Linked DNA regions of Hordeum vulgare: region 2 is linked to region 1. Evidence: chromatin contacts called from public Hi-C data. All regions are on one chromosome and are shown on one strand. Each heading gives the region's core, a stretch centred on a gene start, on an enhancer-like site or on the middle of the called end of the contact. The rest is flanking DNA. Distances are from core to core; before and after follow the strand shown.

Region 1 (3,461 bases), core at 299-2,798:
TGAGCTGAGCTCCGAAGACATCGCTGTCCTTGACGACAAACTCGACCTCAGCAGACTCATGGCCAACTGGCACATGGAAGTTCTGCTCCCAAACGGGGTTCTCACTATTGGAAACGACGTAGGTGCGGGCGACAGTGGCATAGGAGACCTGGATGGTGACATAGGGGTCGCTTGTCATTTTAGCGTTGGACTTGCCGCCGACGGAGAGGAGCTCGCTGACCCTCTTGGAGAACATGTCCTTGTTGGGGAGGTTCTTGGCGTCGTGCACCCAAATGTCGAGGCTGCCGTGGAGCAGCACCACTTTCAGCGACGCCCTCATGCTGCCATGCTGTGACCCTCCGGCCACGGTACCGTATGGCACCATCTGCATCCCTCCACCGTTTGAGAAGGAGGCAGAAGGCGGCAGTACGGAGGGCGACGACACAGGCGCCTGTGTGTAGTTGTGGCGGCCGGAGAGGTTCATGTTGGCGAACCCATCGACGATGGGGTAGTGCGGTGTGGAGGCCGCAGGGGATTCAGGGGCCGAGGGATGGGGGTGGTTGTGGAAGCTGGAGCTAGGAGAGATCGCGGGACTCGGGTAGTAGGCTGCAGGGGATTCGGGGGCCGAGGGATGGGGCTGGTGGTGGAAGCTGGAGCTATGCGAGACCGCCGGACTAGGGTAGGCGGCCGCGGGGTGGTCGGGAGCCGAAGGATGGGGCTGGTGGTGGAAGCTGGAGCTATGGGAGACCGCCGGACTCGGGTAGGCGGCCGCGGGGTGGTCGGGGGCCGAAGGATGGGGCTGGTGGTGGAAGCTGGAGCTATGGGAGACCGCCGGACTCGGGTAGGAGGGGTGCGCCGGGCTCGGGTAGGACGGGTACGCCGGGTAGGGATCATAGCCGTAGGGCGAAGGAGACTGCGGTGGGTACCCGTGCTGCTGCTGCGAATGCGGCGGGTACGCGTGCTGCGGAGGGTACGCTTGCTGCTGGTGCGGCGCCGGCGGCGGGTAGGGCTGGAGCGGGCCGGAGTGGTGCGCGAACTGCTGCGGCGGCGGCGGCGCGGGGGAGTAGGCCGGGAAGGAGGGCGAGGGCGCGAGGTAGTGGGACGCCGGCGCGGCGGACGGCGGCGGGTACTGCTGGTGCTGGTAGGGGTAGGGGTAGGGCTCCGGCTGCGGGTGCGGCGGGTACTGGTGGTACTGGTGCTGCGGCTGCCCCTGCCCCCCGTGGTTGCTCCCCTCCATTGCCGATCTCGCCTCCGTCAAGATTCAGGGGACGTGTGTATCCCTCGATTGTTTTCCCCCAAATTGCTCGATCCGGCTCTCGCCGCTCAGTCGTCGGTTTGACGAAGGCGAGGGGGGCGCGGCGAGGGGCGGCGGCCGCGGGGTGGCGTGCGTGGTAATGGTGGAGTAGTGGGCGGCGACCACGACGGGACGGGGGAAATGAGATCGAAATCGGGGACGGTCGCTGGGGTTGGCCGGGCCCGGGACGGCGGCTCCCCACGCCCACGCCCACGCCCAGCCGGATGTGGACGCTGACCAGTTCGCTCGATTCTGATTTCTGAACCGGCCCTCGGTTCCAACGTTCGGGTTCTGCGCGTGCGATGCTGCATATACACGTATGGCCCGCATGTCATGCTCGCATAGACCCAACTACGGAAGATAACGTGACGGGATGCGATTATGCCTTTGTTTTGACTTCTGCTTCATTAGATTAGTTTCGGCTTTCTGACAGATTTATATTGCCTAAAAAAGAAGGATATTATTAAATTTGCGTCTAAGTACTCCCTCCGTCCAGAATTAATTATCGCACAAATCTTTATCTTTAGCTAATAATAAAGAGGCTATCGTTTCTGTCGGAAAACCCGCCGCGGTGATTTTATAAAAAAGTCCTTGATGTTTATGACATTCAACCCGCAATCCCTTCGTAAGTGGATCTAAGAAAACGTTTCATGTTTTCGAAAAAAACCTACATTTGTAAGAATTTCAATTCCGAGCCTCTGTTTCATCTTATCCAGACTCTGCAGCCGCGGCGAGGGGATGGGCGGTGTAGGAGGAGGGAGGCCGCCTCCATCTGTCCGCCGCCGGCGCCGTGCTCGGGCGGGAGGAGGGAGGCCGCCTCCATCTGGCCGTCGCGGGCGTCGTGCTACGGCCGAGAGGAGGGAGGACGCCTCCATCTGGGCGGCGCTGGACGTCGTGCTTGCGCTGGAGAAGGGAAACGACCTCCATCTGTTCGCCGTCGGACACGGTGCTCGCGCGGGAGGAGGGAGGCTGCCTCATCTGGCCGCCGCCGGCGCCGTGCTCGGGCAGGAGGAGGGAGGCCGCCTTCATCTGGACACCGGCGGCCGCGTCCACGTGGAGGAGCTGCCGTGTAAACAGCATCAGCTATGGTCCATTCTTATCCCCGGACATGTAGGTCTGCCATGAAAGGTTTCCCTGGACTCGAACTCCCTGATGCATCATGCGTGCAGGTCTACAAGGAGGGAATACCACCGCAAGAAGCAAGCTTCTCTTCTCTTCTCCGCTATAGCTACTGTTACTTTTGTACATGAAGCAAATTTGTCAATTTTGGGAGTAGCATTTGCAGTACGTGTGGAGTTTCAGCCAATTTTGTCAATTTTGCAAACGAATCTTTGCAATTATCTTTGCAGTAGTATAGCATGTGTGGCTGTTGTTAAGTTTCAACTAATTAACTGAAATGTTTTTAGTTTAATGTCAGATTTTCATGTGTTTGCTTGCAGTAGTTTCAGTAGTTTAGTGTGTGCGGCTGCTACTCCTTTTTCTGTGGTTCCATTAATTAAGTTTCACCTAATTAACCTTGCAAGTTGTGCTTGCTTGCACTACTTGCAACCTACTCCTTTTTCTGTAGCAGTAGCAAGTTGTGCTTTCTTGCACTGCTTGTTTGCTTGCACTAGAGTAGCAATAGCAAGTTCTTTGCTTGCTTGCTTGCTGAAACCTTTTTCTTAGCTAAAAAGAGAAACCTTTTTTCTGTTAATTTAACTGAAACATTTTGCTTGCTTTCTTACTGGGGTTCTCCTGTTGTTGCCTGCATGTTCTGCTATTGCTCCTTGCTGACATAAACATTTAAAGTTAATTGCACCACATTTAAAGTTATATTTAGAGAAGGGCTACTCAATTGCACACTATAATTTCTACTAACTTCAATTATTCAGTCAAAATTGTTAATTTTTCAGTTGACGACAGCATAAACTGTTAATTTTTTAGTTAACCACAACACATTTTGGTCAAATTCATTTAACTTTGCGACTTATAAGGACACATTAATCTAATCTATGTAGTTGTATGAGGGCAAGTGCGTGTGCGCCCCTTGCAGTTGGTGAGCTTTAGAAAATCAAGTTTTGAGAATTGCATGCATACTTTTGTAGGCGAATATACAGAAAATGCAAGATAAAGCATGCTATAAGTTATAAAACCTAATGTTGAGATTTCATTCTGGAAACAAATTGGTTGGCTATGCAAATTTAGGCAG
Region 2 (3,461 bases), core at 484-2,983, 270 kb after region 1:
CCTAGGTTTGGGCCCTCTTGAGGAGGTAAAACCCTACGTTCTGCTTCATTATATTAATGGGGAACGATGGTTACAGAGTTGATCTACCTCTAGATTGTATGAGCTAAAACCCTAGATGAGATAACCTGCCTGTAAGCATAAGAACATCTGGTTTATATATACACTAGGGTTCCTAGGGTTACATGTTACCGACCTTAGTCGGGGATAGATGGGCCGAACTGGTCCTCTTGACTTGAGTGCACGCCTAGTCTTTCGAGCTTTCCATCTTGATTATGAAGTCGTCACACAATCCGGTCTTCAATGTTGCGGCCCATATGGTCGGCCCATAAGGGATAACCCGACCACCCGAGGACCTCTTAATCCAGAACTCCCTCAATCATGTTCATTATTATTTTGTGGATTAAATTATTCTAGAAATTGCTTATATATTCAACAATCATTGCCACTTCCTCCTTTGGGGATTGTCTTACTTTGCTGCTATTTCTAAAATTGTCGTATCAAATATGGATTTTTTAAGTAAGCATGCAACTACGCCTTCAATCATGTGTGTTGGTTTGCATTGTCACCTCATGGGGATATTGTGCTAGGACATAACATGCTCATAGGGTGGCATAACCATTAAGCCACCTAAAATCATCTAATTCATGAACTTTTCTTGAGAAGTCAAGGGTCAAGTGTCAAAAAGCCAAATGGTCAACTAGTCAACCTGTGCAACCTTTTCTTTAGAATCTACTTGTACAACTAAAAGAGTGAACCATCAATTCGTTTGTTTGGCCGGTCCATGCAAGGACATCCATGAACGCTAGTTGGGTAACTTTGCCAATGAAGACGCCAAACAGGAGCTCTCCCTCCCCGAGAAAACCCTATATGACGCTTTGTGTGTTAAAATACCAAGCACACACACGTGAACCCTCACAACGCAATAAATAGGCCGGCCCATTCTATCGCACAATTTTGTTTTTTTGTTTTTTTTTGTTTTTTTTACTTTTATTTATTTGTTTTTGTTTTCCTTCTTTGCTTCTTCTTTTCATTTCTAAGTTTATTTCTATGTTTTCGAAAAATGTTCGCATTTTTGAAAATATTCACAAATTTCAAAAAATATTCTCGCTTTAAAATTGTTAAAAGTTTCAGAAAATTCTCGCATTCTCCACAATGTTCTATACATTGAAAACTTGTTTGTATTTTTAAAAAATTGTTTAGAAAATTAAATTATTCTTGTTTATTCATATATTGTTTGGAATGTAAAAAAAGTCGGCACTTATAAGAATTTATCCAGAATTTCTAAAAAATCCAATTATCAAAATTTGTTCACAAATAAAAAATTTAACTTTTTATAAGATATTTGACAAATTCTATAAATGTTCGTGAAATTCAAAAAATGATCATTTGTTTCCAACTTTGTCCTTGTGTTTTAAATAATGTTTGTGTTTAAATGAAATATGAAAAATAGAACTTTCTCTATTGATTTTTTGAAGTTAGAACTTTCTCTATAGATAGTTGTTTATACATTGTGATATCTATTTAGACACCCAAGCACATTAGTTGGAGGTAGTGAGTTTGAAACCTCGAAGGCCGCTGCTATGGTTACAAGGCTTATTGAGCCCAGTCTTGGCCGTTCAGCTTCTTCTTGTCTCCTGCTGGTTGAATGGGCCGAGTCATTGGGCTATGCCTATCCTGTAACAGGTTTGACAAGAATGTATATCGGCTTGTTGGGGCACCCTCTCTGTGAAAAACAAAGGCAGACTCTTCTAAAAAAGGACAAGTGCAGCCTCGTGTCGGGGGAGCTCCACATGAGCCAGCCCAAGCACATACGAAGCTCCAGTCTCCTTTTTCTGTTGGTTGGTTTCCTTTTTTCGTTACTTGTTTACCATTTTATACTTTAAAATATTCTAGATATATATATTATGAAAATAAGAAAATTGAAAAAGTTGACCAAGCATTTGAAAAATGTTATATGTGTATAGAGAAATTTTTTATCACATATAAAATGATAATCTTTCAAACAATGTTAAAAAAACACATTTTAGAAAATGTTTAAAAAATTATTATCCAAGAATTTTTTTTTATTGTGTATAGAAACAATGATGACGGTGTATTAAAGAAATGACGAATTTCTTTATCATGTTTATAGAAATGTTAATGATGCATTTGAAAAACATATTGAACAACTATTTGAAATTTTTTAATCAAACATTTGAAAATGCTAAATTTGTATAAAAATGTTTACATGTATTTAAAAATGATGATTTTTTATCATGTATATAAAAATATTAATCAAGCAGTTGAAAAAATGTTGAAAGAGGTACTCCAAAAATTTCATCAATATATTGAAAAAGGTTAAATGTGTATAAAAATATTGACCATATATTAAAAAATAGTAAATTTTATATCGTGGGAGTGTTAGGTGTGTATTAGAAAAATGTTATTGACATATACAAAAAATATGGAATGAAATCAAAAAAATCCAAGAACAAAAAAAGGATCCCAAAATAAATAAACATAAACCAAAAAAATGAAAAAGAATGGAAAAACAAAGAAGAAAAGAGAAGGAGAAAATATAAAAAATAATAATGAAAACAATGAAAAAGGAAAGGAAAAAAACTGAAAAGAGAGAGAAAATGGAGAAAAACAAGAAAGAGTGGAAAAAGGGGAGAAGAAACAGTGGAAAACGTGGTTGGTTTTGACTTAAGAACTACGACCCTAATTGTCCATCACAAATGCGAGCCAAGCCTAGTGGTTAGGCCAATTCCAACACACACACCCAAATGGTCCGACTGCATCAGTTTTGGTCCAAACGTACACACTAGTTGGCCCAAGATGCAAATGAAAGCAAAACTTCTCCATAAGGTGGTTTCAGTAATCAATAACAACATATGTGTCATTGAACTAATGATTGTATCTAAGTATATTTGAGAAAAACTCAAAGATGCATTGGCTAAGGATTTTGAGGATAACCCGTGGATGCAAGGAACATCCATTGGCAACAAGGTTGAAGACTCTACATTTTATGTTTTGTGAGAAATCACATTTGAGTCCATAGGAAAGCTAATACAATTAAAAGGGGATGAGGTGACTATGATGATCTGGTTGCCCAAGTTCTTAGAGATAGCCACCAAAAATAGTCATGAAATTCTCCTACAAAATTCTGTGTCCAAAGCCTATATATCAAAATCGGTGCCACCAACTCTATTCACTCGGCCATACTGATTTTCATCTAAGACATAACCTACGCCAAAACCCTAGAATCTCGGTGCCACCGACATTCCATTTGGTGCCACCAAAATTAGTGACCAACTTTCTCGTTAGCTATTTTCAAGAATCGGAATTTCTGAGTTTCGGAATCGGTCTCACCGAGATTTGGATATTGCCCTAGTTCACCCATATCGGTACCACCGAGATTTCCATATCAGTCTTACCGAGAATACAAAAGTTGCCACATTTTTCACTACTCGGTGGCACCG

What was found. A called contact is a pair of places that touch in the nucleus more often than the background predicts.
Region 2: a Hi-C map of leaf shows a contact between it and region 1, with 4 times the contacts expected there. The contact joins the enhancer-like site here to the promoter of LOC123435241 in region 1. A contact is called at or near these places in 3 of 6 Hi-C or Micro-C datasets (leaf and seedling) and 1 of 1 datasets of contacts at active chromatin or transcription factors (embryo).

Annotation. Positions count from the first base shown.
Region 1 is chr1H:344,384,434-344,387,894 of MorexV3_pseudomolecules_assembly, forward strand. It overlaps LOC123435241 (phospholipase D gamma 1-like), which reads right to left and starts at 1,549. Exons shown (of 10, transcript XM_045115559.1): 1 at 1-1,549. The coding sequence starts at 1,216.
Region 2 is chr1H:344,651,983-344,655,443 of MorexV3_pseudomolecules_assembly, forward strand. No RefSeq gene overlaps it. Among protein-coding and RNA genes, the nearest start is that of LOC123410665, 170 kb to the right of the region's middle. Within about 2 kb of position 1,734, at least 3 of the 3 cell types and tissues checked have open chromatin away from gene starts, as enhancers often do. A contact at or near this core is called in leaf and seedling, where this site is marked.